4 separate regions of the Mus musculus genome follow, and regions 1, 3 and 4 are each linked to region 2. The links are chromatin contacts, called in public promoter capture Hi-C maps. All regions are on one chromosome and are shown on one strand. The core of a region is the stretch at or near the end of the contact, and the rest is flanking DNA. Distances in the headings are between cores, read along the strand shown. Region 1 holds the start of Dnajb5 (DnaJ heat shock protein family (Hsp40) member B5). Region 2 holds the start of Fam219a (family with sequence similarity 219, member A). Region 3 holds the start of Ndufb6 (NADH:ubiquinone oxidoreductase subunit B6). Region 4 holds the start of Fam214b (family with sequence similarity 214, member B).

Region 1 (3,008 bases), core at 351-2,850, 1.4 Mb after region 2:
TTGCCCCTCTGCCCAACTCCTCTTTTCACCCTAGCTCCTTTTTCTATTTTAAACTCAAATTCCTTTGCACTTGGGAGTTCATGTGGAACAATGGGAAAAGAAGGGTTGTTAAGAATATGCAGAACTTGCCCCCCACCCCCAAAGACCCAGTCCCCTTTCCTGCCCTATTCTGGGGCCTAGGTACTCCAAGCCTCAGTTTACAGTTCCAACTGCTCTTCATGGCCTCATAGATATCTAAATCCGGTCCTGAGAACTGGCGAAGAATAAGGTGAGAGAATTTTCTCAAGCCTTTGTCACCAAATCTCCCAAGAACCCCCTCCCCCTCTTCACCCCCAGATTACCCCCATCCACCCCCCCCCCCCGCTCCCTCCAGCACAGATGGGCCTGGGAGACAGTAACGTGGGCGCCAAGCTCGGTGTCTGCTGGAGCGGCGGCTTCCGCTGGCGACCGCCTCCGCAGGCCCGCCTGCTCCGAGTATCGGGGACACTGGGGCTGAGATTTAATGATTTACTAGGGGGCTGGGGGGCCAGAGATGACAGTGCATGAGGGTGCTAAGAAAGAGGATCATGAAAAGCTGAGGTAAAAGATTAAAGGGGGAACTATGAGCTATGAGATTGCAGACTATGGAAGCAGGGAATTGAATTAAGAATTAAGACAAAAGGCGGGAGATGGAGGGGGAAGTAAAAAGATACAGAACAGGGCAGAAATTTGGTGTGAGGGAAGACCAGGTATCACAGGGGGTAAGAAAAAGGACGGGGGGGGGGGGCGGGCAGCGAGGAGAAGATGGAAGGTTAGTTTATAACGAGGTTGAACTGGACACTGTGGACTCCAAGTGGCTGAGAAGCCACTGCTCCTAAGCGAGCCGCTGTGAAAGGACTGAAGATGGAGGGCATCTGGACAGAGACTCAGGAAGGTGTTACCAGTTACTAGCGCAGAGGATAATCACAGGGGCACTTAGAATCTCAGCTCTATCCGGCTCTGTTTTGTGTTACAGTTAAACCATGGCAGGTCAATCCCAGGTCAAGACAAGGGAAAGCTAAACCAGGCCAGGTCAAGTTGGATCACAATCTGATAGAAGACGAGTAAGAAGGGATGAGCTTTGGATACTGATCCAGAGCCTTTGCCTCTCCTTCGACTCGAAAGAATGCCTGGTGTCACCAACAACTGATGAGTGCAGCTTTCCTAATAGGTTGTCTTTGAGGTTGCACTCGTTCCAGAAGGTTCTCCCTGGACTCAGGCGGTGGCTAGAATGTCTCACCTTCTCATACTGGAGACTGGACTAATATAGTTGCCCACACTGGCTTGGGTCGAAATCACAGGGACCAGCCAATAAAATCAAAGGGCGCCTGGAGTTGCCTCCCTATGTTCTTTTCACCAATAACACGACGAGATGGAGAAGAGGTGTGGTTGATTGATCCCAGAGGGCACCAATCACACCCACACCAATCACTGCCCGGAATGTGTGCGCGTGTGGCCGGGTGACAGGGGCGGAGAAGAGGTGGCTATCACCCGGACGCTCGTTGAGAGGTATCCAATCACAGAAGAGTCTGAGCTGAGTGACGGATAGACCGGGCAATGGGAAGCGCGGAGGCGGAGCCGTGGGGGCGGGCTCCCGGTCCCGCTGTCTGCGGCCGGCGGGCAGGCGACTCCTGTCCCGAGTGGAGGCGGCGGAGCCGGAGCCGGGGGAGGGGGCAGCGGCTGATAGAAGGACCGCGGCGGCGCCCGCAGCTCCTCACCGGTGAGGGCGCTGAGCGAGGACTCGGGGGTCCCGGGAGTGGGGCGTCGAGAAGAGAGGTCCTGGTATGGGGGGTTGGGACACCGTGGGCCCATAGTCTCCTCTGTCGTAGGGGTGAGGGGCCTGGGAGCTCGGGGTCTGCCAGGTGCTGGGTATCTGCGACAAGGGTCGGGTTGGGTCGGGTCGGATTGGGTTGCGCCGGGCGGAGGCGTTTCTGAGCAGGCCAGCCAGCCAGCTGGGGTGACATCACCGACCCCCCTCCCCCGCGCGAACCCCCTTCCTTCCTCTCCCTGCCGCGCCTTTTGTCCGGGCCAGGCTCGGCTCTGCCCCGCCCCTCCCCGCCCATCTGCGGGGGAGGAGACTCCCCGTCAGTGACTTCATTGAGTAGGTTCTTGGGGATTGGGCTTGGGTCCTCCCCAGAGAGGCGAGAGGAGCTCACTGACTCTCAGGCCCTCACTATCACACCTGTCACAGGTACACACGCTGCCACTCAACAACTACACACTGTCACTGCCAGCCTCACTGTCACACAGCCGAACAGGCGCTCACATCATTCAGCCAGACACTGCTGCACCTGAGAGCAGGTGGCCACTGGATCCTCTCTCTGCACTCTACACCTGGGGACCGGGTCCAGCTCCCTGGGCACGATACAGGCCTTGCTGGGTCACGGCCTCTGGGAATCTGAGGAGGTGGCTTCCAGAGCTACAGCGTCCCAAGCAGGCTCCGGTGGAGCGATCAGAGGTGAGGGGCTTGGCTGGGCATGTTTAAGCGCACAGTGCTGTCCTGCCCACCCCCAGCAGCACCCCCACTGCAGGCTCGAGGAGCTTTCCGGAGCTTCCCACACTTCTGGGGAGAAGACTTCTTAGCCAGCTTGATGTTTAAAATTCAGCTGGAGCCCTTAAAACTTCGAGCGTGGACGCTGAATGGGTTTGTAAAGTTTCGGTAAGTCCCTCCTGAGAAGGGCGCTCATACCCATGCCAAGTCAGATTCTCCACATCAGCCATTCCCTGCATTGCCTCCTTCCTTCCTCCCTGTCATCCTCATCTCCCCCCGGTATGTGCATGAGTCCCCTTGACCTCACCTGTACTTTTGAATGAATTGTACCCCATGTCATTCATCTCTCTCTCAAACTCATGTTTCCACGAATATCTCCAATATTTCAGCTCTTAGGTTCTCCCTCCCAACCCATCAGTAACGTGTGGTCCACTTCAGCCTTTTCCTTTTGTCATCTCTCATCCCTGTCCGTCAGACCCTGTCTCCTCCCTGTACTTGA
Region 2 (3,010 bases), core at 446-2,945:
CACTTGTCTCCAGCTGCACGGCAATTGATTATCCAGCAAACGGAGATTGTCATACTTCCCACTGTGGTTCACCTTGGCTACTGTAACAGGCGGGTTCCTTACCTAGGAAACCACAAAGCCTACCTGTCAGTTTGGGAGCCGAAGGCCCAAGGGAAGAAGCTATTCTGGGCCACCCTGACTAACACAGAGGGAAGAGACGTGGGGAGCCCTCAAGCTTCAGGAGTTGGAGAGCACAGGTTGGCTCCAGCAGAGAGCAAGGCATCCATTACCTATTGGTTCCTGGCCTATCACGCCTCGTTTTAGATCTTACTAGCACAGGCCCCAAGGTGGGTTAAGCAATGAACATGGCCTCTACATTCTTTCCTCTCTATTCTCTAGGCCAGCTGGCTAGGCCTCTGACTTTCCTACCCATATGCTGACAGCAATGACAGTCAGGTAGCCTCAGGGCAATGGCCAGGAGGCACCTTCTTCTTTAGGCCATGCCTCCATAAACTGGCATCGCCCTCCCCCTTCCATCCCCTCGGCGCCGGCATCGATGACATCATTCCTGCCTGACTCCAGGACCACGGACCGGAGGCAGGATCCCCGCCCAGCAAAGACTCCAAACACGTAGGCCTAAGATGATAGGGGCTCTTCCGAATTCCGAACCGGTCGGCACGGCCCACTTCAGCACAGCTCCACCTCTTATCCTGGAGATACCTTCCCATGGACACCCTTGAGTCTCCATCTCGCCACCGCAAACTCTTCCCCTTCCCGATGCCCCCAGATCGAAATGGGGCTCCTCTCTCGAGAGGAAGGAAATTCCCAGGTTCTGCAATGAACCTCTGCCCCCATCAAGGCCTGGTTCCTGCTCAGCTTTGCTATATTTATCTAAAGGACCGGCGGGCAGGCCTCTCCTTTTCTAAAGGCCTATTTCCTTTCCTCCTTAGACTGATCTGCTGGCCTCCTCCCTCGCCCTGAGCATCACAGGCCTCGGGGAGCTAAACGCCTTTCTCATCCGACCCCCCGGGCTTGCTGCCAAAGATGCTCTGTGACATCCTCCTAAATTGCCCTCCACTAGAGGTGTGCACTAGAGTGCCTCCCTTGGTCCTATCCGACGGCGTTCTGCATCTGCTGACCGTGCCCTCCGCCCTTTCAGGTCCTTCGCTCGCACCGCTGGTAATCTCCCACGGTTTTCTCGCTCTGCAAATCTCCCTCCCCCGGCAAAGCGTTTTCAGGACTCCCTCTACCTTATCAGATGGCGCCCCCTCGCACAATCCCCACGGCCTAGTTCCTTCCCTCCCCTCCAGCGGCGCCCCTCCCGGCCCTGGCCTCTCCGCCGCCCGCCCCCTCACCAGCGGCTGCATCTCCGAGTGCGCGGTGGGCACCTGGAACCGGTCGATCTCCTCCATCATGGTGCCGGCGGGCGAGCGGGCCAGGGGCCGGGCGCGGCCAGGGACGCCGATGGGACCGCGCGGGGCGGCGGCCCCAGAAGCCCGGCAGATTATGCAGACTAGGCCGCCCTGGACCGGTCGGGCGGATAGGCGGATGGAAGGATGGATAGGCGGCGAGAGGCTCGCGGGATGACTGAGACCGGCGTAGCTCCGTGGGGTTGCCTAGAGCTACCGCGGCAGTAGCCCCGCGGAGCCGCAGGTCTTGCCTCGCCTCCTCCTCCGCCGCCGCCTCCTGTCAGCAGCTCAGCCACTGCGGTGACTCTGCAACTCCACTTCCGGGTCCGGGACACCGCCCGGATCCTGCATTATTCATGAGAAGGCGGTGTCTGGGTGCCCCAGCCCTTCCCACTTGCGGGAGCTCCTTGCGCGGAGGGCGGACTTATCTTTCTCTGCGGAGGCGGGGCTTAGCGGGGCCAGAGGATCCCTGCGCGCCCAAGTTCCGCCTCCTCCCCGTGTCCGGAGGGGGCGCTAGGTGCGCCTGCGCACCCGGTGCCTGTCGGTTGCTGGGTAACCGCGTCAGGGAGGAGCTGATGCTGTTCTACAAGGGCGCGAGGACCCACAACGTCAGCTGTCCCCGAAGAACCCTGGTGACTGGGAATTGAAGTGGAAGAGAGTCTGCACTTCCTGTGTGTGGTCAAGAAGGAGAAACTACTCCCCAGGAGAGGAAGCGTTTTGTAGGTTTTTCAGGGTGTGAGGTGCTTTCTATTCTTGCGGCAATGCCCTCGAAACAGATTCGTAAGCAGGTAATGTCTTACTGTGGCCTGCTGTCTTCTGAAGACCTCTGACCTTAACCGCCAGTTATTTCCTGTTGACCTCCAACCTCTCTTTCTTGTGACTCCTGGTTTGTGTTCCCACTGACCTGATTCTCCTGTTCTTTCTCACAAATCCTGCCCTCCTCTCCCAAATTTTCCTGAACCCACAGTCATTTTACTTTTAACCGAATCTGGTTTTTTCTTATTACTTCCATCTCTTCACAGACCCATCTTGTCTTGTCTTCGCCCTTAATCTCCCAACACTCCACTGAGTCCCTTCCTCATTCCCCTCTCATTCTTGTCCCAGTGGATTTTTTTATTCAACACTGCAGCATGGTCACTGCAGAGCTAAGTAAGTGGGGACATTTGCCATGTGGGAACTCAGAGAGGGGGCATGAGAACTGCACAGGAGACACGGAATAGAACAGATCGTGTGCAGGAATTTGGAGCAAGAAGTCAGAGAGGAAGAAAAAAAGACCCTTTTTCTAACCATGTTCCCTGCCCTCCAACACAAGTTTCCTTCTTATAAGACCCTCATTCACTTAGCCTTGTGAACGTTATGTTTCTGTCACCTGGCAATATGTTATCCCTTCTCACAGGAGAGTTGAATTACTCCCCAAATCACCACACATGATAAGCTAGTCTCAGGTTCTCAAGGAGCATTCTGCGATATAAAAGAATGACTCTTTCTGTCCTATAGAAATTGCTTTTATTTCCTAACGTCTAGCAGAGCATCTACTTTAAAAACAAACAAACAAACAAACAAACAAACAAAATGCTTTTCTATACTTAAGCCTAGGTATATTGAGGTTTGGAGAGCAAATC
Region 3 (3,020 bases), core at 411-2,910, 1.3 Mb before region 2:
ATACAAAATAAGCAAACATCCGCTCTTTACAGTTTTATTTTTTAGATTTATTTACTTTATGCATGTAAGTGTTCTGTCTGCATATATGTATGTGTACCAGGAGTATGCCTGGCGCCCTCAGAGCTCAGACAGAAGAAAGCATCAGATGCCCTGGAACTAGAGTTACAGACAGTTTTGAGCCACCATGTGCATGCTGGGAACCAAAACTGGGTCCTCTGAAAGAGCCAAGTGGTCTGAAGCAGTCACCTCTCCAGCCTCACCCCACCCCTCACTTGAGACAGGGTCCCAAGCGTTAGCCAAGGCTGGCCCGCCTCCCTCTGCAGAGATCCTCGGCTATCCTCCTGCCTCAGCCTCTGGAGCTGCTGTGATTACCAACATGCGCTGCTTACTCTCCCTAGCATGAGCTACCTTATTTTTCAATGTGTGTGGAACAAAAACCAAACCAACTAACCAAACAAAAACATTCCACCACTACCAACTATGTGTGATAATTATTTTACAAATTTCTAAATGGAACATATTTCCTGACAGATTGGGGCTGACCTACCAATTTCAGTATTTTCACTAACTCTGAGGCTTCCTATAGAATATCCATAGATTCTAAGACAGAATAAGCACCATTCTGCAAGACATAAGGCATTGTTGTTCAAGAAACCAACCAACCAACCAAGACTTTGTACAACTACTACTTCTACTTCTACCACAATTACTGGAAGGAGCTGAAAGCAATTCCCACACAATGTTCGCTACTCATCATTGATGTGATTTAATAGCAGTCTCCAAGAAAATATCTGGAATCCTTACAATAAAAAGCAGTCCTTGAGTGAACGGTTTTTCTGCCTGGAGGTCATGGAATGCAATTTAAAAGTAACTAAAAGTGTGTTAAACGTACACAGTGATGCGTAGAAAGGGAGCTTTAGAGTCTGACAAAGCATACCAAATAGAACCCTGTCTTCTGTTGCGACCCCATGGGGCTGTACTATACCAGCTGGCCAGTCTCTGGCACCTCAACCCTACCCACCGCGTAAGTGTTCTCAAATACTGAAATCACAGCCTGTGATCTCAGTTAATTCTGACCAGTTTAACCCGAGAAAAGGTATCTACACTCGAAAGAACTGCATGTGCGGCGAGCGTCTTGTAAAACCTAAGACCCGACTTCTCAGTACACCTGACAGCCACCTGCTCCTGGACTCCAGACCCCAGCCCTGAACAATAGCGACCTGACAGCGTCTCCGCTAAACCTGAGCCCCTGGACTGATTGTCCCTTGGGGCCCTCCCGGGTATGCGGGCTCTGGACAGGGTTGGGCCTTGATGGAACTGAGAGGAGTGGGCTGGGAGGCTTGGCCAGGCTGCGACCCGGGGTGGGAACCCGGACACCCGTGTGGCTCATCACTCACCATGTTCTTCCACACGGCCCCGTCCCGCAAAAAGTTATCCCAGAATCGCTCCAGGGGCCACATCCTGCGCGGGGGCAACACGGGCTCCCGGGGACTCAGCTCCTGGTCCTTCAGCCATCGTCTCCTTAGCTCCCGCAGCTGCTGCAGCCGCAGCTTCTCATCCGGCGTGTACCCTGACATGTTGCCGACGAGCCTACACAGGACCGGTCACTGACCTGCCCCTCCCGCTCCGCAAAGCGACCTTGAGGCGCCTGGAAGCGGCGCGGAGTGATGACGCCACACCAGCCCCGCCTCTGGGGGCGGGCCGACTCCTTCGCGGAAAGCAGGCTCTGCTCATGCGCAAAGCCCTCTCTTGGACCCTGGGTTTTAACAACCTGGGTTAAGTATGAGCTCAGGAAGGTCCCTGAGTTAAGAACTAAGTGGGCGGTGTTGGAAAGTGTGAGAAGTCCTGGGGCTAGGGTTCAGAGAAAGAACTTGTAGGGGAGGGGACCGGAAGAACAAGGACGATGGTTTAGCGAACCTCTGCCTCGCCCCCTTGAATTCTCTTCTTGACCGAGAGACACTTGCGTCCGAATTTGGCTCCCACCTCTTTCGTAACCCGCTAAGTAATCTTGAGCGCCTATCTCGGTTTTCTTCCCTCTCTGTACTGCAGAAATAAAGAGCACCTTATTTGGGAGGCTTCCATAGGCTCGCTCACTCTTTGATTCTGCCGGCCCACTTTGTAAGACATCCCAAAGGTATGGCAGTAAAAATTTGTAGGGGTGTGCACGAATATTCGTCACAACACGATATGTAATAGCAAAACATTGAAAAATCACCTCCCAGATTTCAGAATAGAGGATTAGTGGGAAAGCTTATAGTACTGTAAAGCATTGGTATGCTACTGCCATAAATGAGCCTTCTATTCATAACTGGAGTAACTTCTACAATCTATTGATAAGTTAAAAAAATAAATAAGTAAATAAAACCAACTACACCAAGTATGCTACCTTTTATCCAAAAGCAGGGAGAGTAGTAGTGATACTAAATATATATACATGCTCTGAAAATTTTAGAGTAATAAATGAAAATAATTTTGTTATTTGTATTTGGTTTTGGAGACAAGATCTCATGTTGGCTTTGAAATTGCTATTTAGGGAGACTGGACTTAAACTCCGAATTCCCCTGCCTCCACTACTCATGAGCTAGATGAAGTACACCAGTATGCCCAACCTAACTACTGCTTCAAACACCACCACCAATATTATATAGGGAAGATAGGATAGACACAAAAGTAGGAACTAGGGAGTTTGGAGGTGGCTTAGCGGTTAAGAACACTTACTGCTCCGTCAGAAGACTGAATTAGGAGAATCTAGCTACATGGTGGGGCTTCTGGAACCTGAGTGTTCTCCAGCAGAGAAGAATATGATTTATAAGGCTCTCTCTAGCGAACCAGAACTGGGGAAGTTTCTAAGACCAGTAAGCAACTTGATTAGCAGGTTTCTCTGGTCAAAGATGAAAACATTTCAGCATCAGTAAGTATGAATTGAATGATTTTTAAAATATAAAACACGTCACACATAACCAAGTCAAAATACTTTATTAAAAAATCTCGTTTTTGATTTTTGGATGATTTTTTTAAAG
Region 4 (3,022 bases), core at 35-2,534, 1.5 Mb after region 2:
TTCCCCTCCTAGTCTCCACCCAAGCTTTAAAGTTCAAGAAGGGCGTTTTCCTGAGCACCCCAATTTCCAGGTCATCTCAGTTGCCCTCCTGAGCCCTTGCCTCGAGGAAGCCAGGTGATGACATGATGCCCTACTTGACCCCAGCATGCTGGCATCTGCTCATTAATCCAGAGTCCTATTAGTTCCCTCCCTGCCCAGAGACGCTCGAAGACTCACTCCTCTGCCACCCAGCTTCAAGCTGACTCATGGGGTAGGACTGCCGGGAGAAGGGACAAGCCAGTATAAGCCAAACCTCGCCCTCCATGCTGGGGATGGGCAGCAGCTGGCATTAAACAGCTGTGCCAGACTGTGGCTGCCAAGGACTACAGCTCCCAACATGCCGAGAGCAAGGCCAGCAAAAACAACAAGTCCCAGAATACCATGAGGTCTGTACCCTCAGATACTTGTTAGACCTGGGAGGTGGGAGAGGTTGTGGTACAAGAAGAACACCTAGGCTCATTCTATCCTTCCCTTCACTCTCAAGACACCCATTTTTACCCTAAGGAAGGTTAGGGTAAGAATTCCTACCCATGTGTTTTCCACTCTTATCCTGGGCAGAGTCCTGCTGCTCACTGCTGTACATTTTGTCCTCACACAAGTCTACACACGCTAGGGTGACTGTTCCCAAGACCACTGTTCTGAGTAGAAAGGTTAATCTCTGCTTTCACACTCGCTCTCACTCTGGCCTAGAGCCCTTCACCTTTAATAGAGAGGGAGCAGACCTCAGAAACCCCTCCAAACTCAGACGGGGAGACTCACCTTGACTCCTGGACTCCTTGTTCTGGACGATTCCTCCCACCCCCTGCTTAGCCTCCCAGGTCGGTTCTCATCCCTTCTTCACAGTCTGGGACAGGCCCCATACCCTGCAGAGGTTTTGGAGATCTGATCCTTCCACCTAGTACACACTCACCCCGCTCCCAAATTGGCTCCGCCGCGGTGGCCGCTGCTCCGGGCCCTTCCGTCCCGGTCCCGTCCCCGTCCCGGTCCCTCCCCTCGGATAACCAGTCCCCCCTACTACGGGCCCCCAACCCAGACAAAGGGTGGCTTAGGCTGAGAGCCTTGCTCTGCTTGGCCCTTCCCTGATCAGCTTCGTGTGCAACACTAGCGGGCTCTGGCGTCCGCAGCCCCTCTAGCTGCTGTTGCACCCCTCCCTGCGACGGTCCCTCCCCGGGGCCGCCCCGGCTCCGCGCCGCAGACTCAGCTGCCCCTCTGACTCACAGGCCATTTCCTACCAGCTGATGGGGCCGCCCGCCCCGCCCAGCGCCCAGCCACCCCCAGCACTGCGACCACGGCTGCCACGCCCCCCTCAGACCACACCCTCTATGGGCAACAACTATGTTCATTGGCCCAGTGGAGGCCAGCCTCTCAGCAACCTCAAGCGTGAGTCACGCCCTCTTCAAGGAGCGCACGCCTATTGGTCCACATAAGGGCAGGCCTACCCAATGTCGCTCCGCCCACCTCCTTAACCCTTTTTCTGTCCAAGTCCTAAGCAATTCTCTGCCCTGTCATTTAACCCCATTCAGACTTCATTCTCTCAGGGCTCAACAAACCTTTCTCCTCCACACTTCCTGTTCTGAAGTAAATTAATATGAAGCTCCAGTGTGTTCACAGATAAATCTCAACAATCTCCAAGTCACACCAAACCCAACCCTACATATCCCCAAGCCCATTCGCCCCCACATCCCGAAACAGCTCCAGGTAAAAGGGTTGCTATCGAGTAAGCTTTCTACAAGAGCAGGAAAAAAAGACCTACTACAGTCGTACCTTATTTCTATCCATACTGAAAGATGGCATCCTCTCCCACCCCCTTTTTGTCTTTGTTAGAGACCCCAGGAGGCTGACATTTCAGGGACTCTCAAAACCCTTCCGAGACCAGGCTTTGGAGCACTCTTTGCTGACAGGCCTCTGCTCCGAGGAAACAGAGCATCCTAAGAAGTGAGTTAGAAGGCCTTCTGCCCAAAGTCAGATGGAGACCAAGTTCGTCTTCATGACTCACAGCTCCCTCGAAACTCACCAAGCTCCCCCTGAGTCACAGGGCCCCGGGCCCAGCCCAGAGCCAGCCAAATTAAGCAGCATTATAGTCAGCATCCCTAACCTTTGTCCTTAGCTCTGTAAATAACCAGGACGGAATTTTTGCGAGGACTGGGCATTCACAGACACTTTTTACAGGGAGTGCTCTCGAGATAACCTGAGAAAATGGATAGCCTTGTCTACTTTGTCTTCTGAACTTATCAGCAAGTCAGACAGGTTGTCACCAACTCAGGCCTTTTCTCCCTGTCGGTCACAGAAACAGGGAACAAACAGCAGAACCAAAGGAAGTAGAAGCCAATGCTTTGCCTATGCTATGAGTCCCCAGGACCATTAGTTTATTACTGGACTGTAAAAAGAGGGCCCCCCCTACTTCCTCTCTGGGTTTTACAATTAATACAAGTACACAACAGACCTCTAGTATGCTTTCTCCTTACCTCTACTGAGTAGGAGGAACTCCCTAAAAAAGACCCCAGCTCCCTAAGATTGAATTCCCTGCTACGAAGGAGCAGAATTTTTTTGGTTTTCGAGACAGGGTTTCTCTGAGTAGCCCTGGCTGTCCTGGAACTCACTCTGTAGACCAGGCTGGCCTCGAACTCAGAAATCCGCCTGCCTCTGCCTCCCAAGTGCTGGGATTTAAGGCGTGCGCCACCACTGCCCAGCAGGATTTTAAAAAGTCTCAAAGCCCTAAACACAAGTGAAGAATCAATATGAGAATCTATTTGTCTTAGCAAAGCTCACATCTTAGGAAAATTCTTGGCAGCCCTCATTTGTTCTAACTATAATTTCAAGCTTTAGTTTTCTACAAAGATCAGAGGGGGAATACTAAAGGAGTCAGGATAAGAAAAAAAAAAAAAAAGTTCCAGGCCTCAGTATGCCCTGGGGAAAGGAACACAGGTCACTCATGCATGGCGTCATACCTAGTTGCTCTAAACTCTTATCTTGCATTTTTTGT

Evidence for each region. Promoter capture Hi-C pulls out the DNA fragments that hold promoters and counts their contacts. Capture Hi-C pulls out chosen DNA fragments and counts their contacts.
Region 1: a promoter capture Hi-C map of embryonic stem cells shows a contact between it and region 2, with 8 times the contacts expected there. The contact joins the promoter of Dnajb5 here to the promoter of Fam219a in region 2. A contact is called at or near these places in 6 of 39 promoter capture datasets (HPC-7-derived erythroid cells, embryonic stem cells, pre-B cells and 2 more), 2 of 484 Hi-C or Micro-C datasets (embryonic stem cells and regulatory T cells), 5 of 115 datasets of contacts at active chromatin or transcription factors (astrocytes, embryonic stem cells, epiblast stem cells and 1 more) and 2 of 9 other capture datasets (embryonic stem cells and liver).
Region 3: a promoter capture Hi-C map of liver shows a contact between it and region 2, with 5 times the contacts expected there. The contact joins the promoter of Ndufb6 here to the promoter of Fam219a in region 2. A contact is called at or near these places in 1 of 39 promoter capture datasets (pre-B cells), 1 of 484 Hi-C or Micro-C datasets (B cells) and 1 of 9 other capture datasets (liver).
Region 4: a contact with region 2 is called in a promoter capture Hi-C map of liver, with 3 times the contacts expected there. The contact joins the promoter of Fam214b here to the promoter of Fam219a in region 2. A contact is called at or near these places in 1 of 39 promoter capture datasets (embryonic stem cells), 1 of 484 Hi-C or Micro-C datasets (muscle stem cells), 2 of 115 datasets of contacts at active chromatin or transcription factors (embryonic stem cells and pancreatic cancer cells) and 3 of 9 other capture datasets (adipose tissue, embryonic stem cells and liver).

The regions. Positions count from the first base shown.
Region 1 is chr4:42,948,267-42,951,274 of GRCm38.p6, forward strand. Dnajb5 (DnaJ heat shock protein family (Hsp40) member B5) reads left to right here and starts at 1,601. Exons shown (of 5, transcript NM_001355438.1): 1 at 1,601-1,738; 2 at 2,210-2,677. The coding sequence starts at 2,496.
Region 2 is chr4:41,567,843-41,570,852 of GRCm38.p6, forward strand. Fam219a (family with sequence similarity 219, member A) reads right to left here and starts at 1,696. Exons shown (of 6, transcript NM_001159583.2): 1 at 1,335-1,696. The coding sequence starts at 1,394. It overlaps Dnaic1 (dynein, axonemal, intermediate chain 1), which reads left to right and starts at 1,952. Exons shown (of 20, transcript NM_175138.4): 1 at 1,952-2,176. The coding sequence starts at 2,150.
Region 3 is chr4:40,277,761-40,280,780 of GRCm38.p6, forward strand. Ndufb6 (NADH:ubiquinone oxidoreductase subunit B6) reads right to left here and starts at 1,661. Exons shown (of 4, transcript NM_001033305.3): 1 at 1,398-1,661. The coding sequence starts at 1,577.
Region 4 is chr4:43,039,017-43,042,038 of GRCm38.p6, forward strand. Fam214b (family with sequence similarity 214, member B) reads right to left here and starts at 1,285. Exons shown (of 9, transcript NM_001253353.1): 1 at 950-1,285.